Linked DNA regions of Gossypium hirsutum: region 1 is linked to region 2. The links are chromatin contacts, called in public Hi-C maps. All regions are on one chromosome and are shown on one strand. Each heading gives the region's core, a stretch centred on a gene start, on an enhancer-like site or on the middle of the called end of the contact. The rest is flanking DNA. Distances are from core to core; before and after follow the strand shown. Region 1 holds the start of LOC107945719 (protein RALF-like 34). Region 2 holds the start of LOC107945717 (mitogen-activated protein kinase kinase kinase 20).

What was found. A called contact is a pair of places that touch in the nucleus more often than the background predicts.
Region 1: a Hi-C map of hypocotyl shows a contact between it and region 2, with 3 times the contacts expected there. The contact joins the promoter of LOC107945719 here to the promoter of LOC107945717 in region 2. A contact is called at or near these places in 11 of 34 Hi-C or Micro-C datasets (callus, hypocotyl, leaf and 1 more).

Annotation. Positions count from the first base shown.
Region 1 is chrD12:30,907,653-30,910,352 of Gossypium_hirsutum_v2.1, reverse strand. It overlaps LOC107945719 (protein RALF-like 34), which reads left to right and starts at 1,405. Exons shown (of 1, transcript XM_016879819.2): 1 at 1,405-2,305. The coding sequence starts at 1,681. The coding sequence ends at 2,079.
Region 2 is chrD12:30,774,431-30,777,130 of Gossypium_hirsutum_v2.1, reverse strand. LOC107945717 (mitogen-activated protein kinase kinase kinase 20) reads left to right here and starts at 1,437. Exons shown (of 1, transcript XM_016879814.2): 1 at 1,437-2,700. The coding sequence starts at 1,545. The coding sequence ends at 2,597.

The DNA of each region.
Region 1 (2,700 bases), core at 156-2,655, 130 kb before region 2:
ATAGTCGCCACCAGGCCCATGACTACAGTAGGAGCAAGTAACCACCGATTGACATCTTATCCGATGTTATAGCCCGACACAACTCTCGGTACAATGTGCCCAACACGGTTGATCCCCAACTCATTTGTCTACATTCTTTGAAGTCTACTAAGTGTAATAGCCACCTTATGTGTACCAAATTTCGAGATTTGTCGGGCATTAAAATGCCCTTGATTAATTGAAGGATGAATGCTTGGGCGTATTATTCTTTGACAACCTCAGTCGCGTGTAGAGGAAGCTTATCGAAATTTTTCGCCAACTAATTCATCGATATCCGGTCACCATCAAACTTGTTCAGGACCTTCCCCAATAATGCAGTGCAGGGATCCTCTTTACCAGGAACGACCGTTGCTCCCGTGACGACTGACCCATCCATCGGTAGACTGAATTGTAACACCACGTCCTCTAGTGTGATTGTACACTCGCCACATGGAAGATGGAAAGTGTGTGTCTTGGGCCTCCATCTTTCCACCAACGCGCTGATGAGTCTAGGATCGAGTTTGTAGCCCCCAAGCATATGAGACGTATGCAAGAATTCTGCCTCTTGCAAGTAACCACAAATTTCAGTGATCAGAGGCTTTGTCAAATTATGTATGAACGCCTCCAAAACACGATCATCCGTTTATTTATAATGATAAAAAATATTTCAATTGAAAAAAAATAATTTAAATTTAACTTAATCGAAAATAACGAAAATTAAATTTTCATCTTACCATTACTGCTTAAGTGACAGAAATGTGATTGTCATCGAAACGAATTAGAAAGGTTGCTATTCGTGAAAACTTAATCCGAACGAATAAAATACATAATAATTAAAAAAAAACTAATATTTTTAAACGAGAATATTGAAAAATTTAGAACAAGAACTTGAGAAAATTGAGAAAGTTGAGAGAATTAGGAAATTAGAAAGAATTGAGAGAATAGAATATGAGTGAAAAATAAATAAGAATTGAGAGAATAGAATATGAGTGAAAAATAAATAAATTTGAGGCGTATTTATCGGTAAAAAGAATGATCATTGCCCCTTTTAAATTTTTTATCGTTACACAACCAATGTTCAAAGAGATAGTGGATTTGATCGTCGAAGGAAAACGCACACAACTGAATGTAATTTCTATTTCTATCTAAAAAAAACCTATTTACCTAATTTAAAAAAAATGCTTATAAGCCTAATTAAAGATTAACCCTTTAATTGCAACAAAATTACATTTCGAGAAAAAAATTGTAAAGAGAATCAAGGGGCCCAATGTAGTTCGACCACGTCAGGCTAGCGGCCAGCCGCGTCCATCTCCATCATCCCCTCCATCGCATGTGCACCATGTCCCCCTATCATAAACATAATACATAAACGACCTTGATTGAGCCAATAATGCACCCACAAACATCACAAAATCAACGGCAAAAGCCAATCTAAAACCATGGAATGCTACCACACAGAACACGATCAATTCCATTTGATTGGCTCAAGAACCGAAGCACGCGGTAATGGAGGGCATCGATTGAAAGCACAGCTGTAAATCAATCATCTCTGTGCTGATTGTGACCCCATCTGTCCCCTTAAACCGAACCCCAAAACGAAAACCACTTCAATTATTCTCTTCTTCATCCAAAACTCTCCTTGCAAGCAACTTGTTACTGACAATGGCTTCTTCTTCACTTCTCAGCAAGCTCCTTTTGCTCCTTTTCATCTCTTACATTGTGTTGTGGGGATCGAAAGTGGATGCCCAAGTTGAAGAGACAAGCTTGAAGCTGATGAGAGATGCTTTGGAATGGCCGCTTTCTGTGTCACTTTACAGTGACTTAAACGACAATGAAGGTGAAGAAGAGGTAGATGGTGAAGAGGAAACTGGGCATAGTCGTAGATCCTTGTTTTGGACGAGAATGAGGTATTACATTTCGTACTCGGCGCTTTCTGCTAATAGAATCCCATGTCCCCCAAGATCAGGAAGGTCTTATTATACCAACAACTGTTTCAAGGCACATGGATCAGTCCACCCTTACTCTAGAGGATGCTCCAGGATTACCCGCTGCAGGAGATGAGTTTTTCTTTTTTCTTTTTCTTTTTAGTGGATGCTTTGGGTTTGTAATATTTTAATGTGTATTTTGTGAGAACTATGGAGGAATTGAGTGTTGAGGTTTCGGGTTTTGCCATTTTTGTGAGTTTTTGTTTCTTGGTTTAATGTGTGGATTAGCAATGTAATTATGAACCTATGATGTGTGATTTGGTTAAGATACTTTTAAGGTTATGGTTATGGTAGTTACCGTATGTCTATATCATTGTGAATTTCATCGTTTCATATATTACTTAAAACTACTTTGGTTAAACTACTACTTTTGGGTAACTTTTTGCTGTCACAAACATACTAAATAAGATTTACATTTACATAAATTTTAATAAATTAATATAGATTTTAAAACAAGTCCTTTGCTTTTTTCAGTGTGATCAACATTGTTACGTGGCGTAATACAATTAAGAATTTTGTTACCCATTGTCTCTTGGGCATTTACATCGACAGTACAAACTATTTGAATAAAAATACATTAGGTTGTAATTATAAAAAATAATAATTTTTTAAATTTATTTGATTAATAGAGTGTAATTATATTGTGATTCTTTATATCATGTTACACAGTTACATAATTTATATTTTTTAAATATTA
Region 2 (2,700 bases), core at 188-2,687:
CAATAGTCACTCAACTTTGGGATAGCTGACAAAACAGTTACTTTGGTTTTAATTTAGTCACCAACTTTCGAAAAATAACAAATTAGTCATTAACGTTATCAAAAAGTGACAAACCATTTACCCACTAACATTTTCCATTACATACCTAATGGGACAGGTGACGTGGCCAGTTAACTAGCTAACGTGGCTAGTTAACTAGCCATGTTGGATGTCCACAGTGAAAACCCACCCAATTTAAGAAGAAATTGAAAAAAAAAACCCTAATAACAGAAGAAGAAGAGACTGTAAAATCCCTCTCAAAGTCTCTAATGACCCTACAAACAAACTAACAGCACCAAGGACAAGTGCTCCAGCCACCACCACTTGCACCACCATTAAAATGGGTTAATATTTTTTCCCCAATATTCTTCTTCTTCTTCCCTTAATTGATGTTGTTGTGGATAAATTTCAACCTCCCCCAACACTTGCACAACCAAATATATACTTCACTAATTTTTCCAAGGTTAAACTTTGTCCCACAGATTTATGAAATACTAAATCACCAAAAATAAATAAAAAGCCTTCTCTGCCTAATTTTGGTCAATAACAATACATAAGTAACTAGAACAAAAAACAAAGATTGGAGGACAATAAGAAGAATAAAGCGGGAGAAAGAGAGAAAGATATGGGTTTTTAGTATTTTACCATTTTCTAAATCTTAATTTTGGTTTCAATTTCTTTTTATTGTCTTCTCCTTTCTTTTCTGCGTAAGAAACAAGTAAGGTGAAAAAGAAAAACACTCAACACAAAGAAGAAAAAAAGAGCTTTCAGATCTGGGTCTTTCCTTTCATTGTTTGCTTCCCCACTATTTTTTTTTCTTTTTTGTTCTAGCCAAATACTACAAGTTAACGAAATGGTGTAAAGCTTTCAGATCTGGGTCTCCCATTTCATATTTTGCTTCCCCACTGTTTTCCTTTTTCAGATGTGGTTTTTTCTTTTTCTTTTTCGTCGTTTCCACTTGGGATGCCAACATGGCAAGTTAACAGGCCACCTCAGCTTTCTGTTACGTCTGTAATGATAATAACTGTTTTGTCATTTTTCAAAAGTTGAGTGACTGAATTGAAACTAGAGTAACTGTTTTCTCAGGTATCTCAAAGTTAAGAGATTGTTGGTGTAATTTACCCTTAAAATTTTGTAAGAAACAATAGTTGGGGATCCACGTAGTTAGTAAAAAAAGATTTATGGATTCTCCACATCAACCATGTTTTAAAGACCGGGGTTAAGCTATTTTTTCATATTCAAAATTTGGGAAATCAAATTAAAGAAGAAGAAAAAAAAACATCACGTGCATTAATTATAAGAAAATGAAAACTCGTACTTAATTAATAAACCCTCTAATTTTTTTTTTTTTAAATCCTTCTCCTAGTGGTAGTGTATATATATAAAAAGACATTGCGCCACCATAATGCCCTGCGTACCCTTAATTTGCATTCCTTTCTTTCTCTCAAAGAAACAAAACATCCTTCCATTCTTCCTAAACCCAAACTGGGAAAACTGAGGTTCAAATGGAGTGGGTTCGCGGGGATAGGATTGGATGTGGAAGTTTCGGCACTGTGAATTTGGTGGCTCCTGGAAAATATTTTCCAAAATATCCTTTAATGGCTGTTAAGTCTTGTGCAACCATCGACTCTGTTTCTCTCAAGAACGAGAAGGAAGTGTTTGATCAACTTGGTTTTTGCCCGCAAATCATCCGTTGCTTTGGTGACGATTACACTGTTGAGAATGGGGAGAAGGTTTATAATCTGTTCTTGGAGTACGCTCAGAAAGGAAGCTTGGCCGATCAGGTCAAGAGAAATGGTGGAAACTTGACGGAACCCGATGTTAGAAGATACGTTAGGTCCATACTTAGAGGGCTAAGCTTCGTTCACGCCAAAGGGTTCGCTCACTGTGATATTAAGCTTCAAAATATTCTTTTGTTTGGGAATGGCGATGTGAAGATAGCTGATTTTGGATTAGCAAAGAGAAGAGGAGAAAAACAGGGGAGGATGGAAATCAGGGGAACTCCTTTGAATATCGCACCAGAGTCTGTTAATGGAAACGATTATGATTCAGCAGTGGATATATGGGCACTTGGATGCGCCATTGTTGAGATGTTTACTGGGAAACCAGCCTGGAATTTCAAACCAGGAACCAACCTGGCTGCTTTGTTGATTCGAATTGGGGTTGGTGATGAATTGCCCGGAATCCCTCAAGAGTTATCGGAGGAAGGAAAAGATTTTCTTGGAAAATGCTTCGTTAAGGATCCCGACAACAGATGGACGGCTGAGATGCTCCTCCATCATCCTTTAATGGCTGGTGAAGAAGAAGAATCAACGTCTCCAAATTGTTATTTTGATGAACTTTCAGAATCACCGAGATGCCATTTCGATTTCCCAGACTGGGTTTCAACTCAATCAACAGCTTCTTCTCAATCGATTTTCCAAGAAAATTCAAGGATCGGGTATTCGTTTTCCAGTCACAGTTTATCAACTTCGGATCGGATTCGTGAATTGGCTTGTGATGAGGCACCCAGTTGGTTAGTTTCAGAGAGCTGGATCACCGTGAGAAAAGTTGTTTAATTATCCTTAATCAAATCTGACGGCCTTGATCCAATTGGTGGTGATCTTTATTGTAAATGATTAGAGGAAGAAAACAGAGATTTGACTGACATTTTTTTTTAAT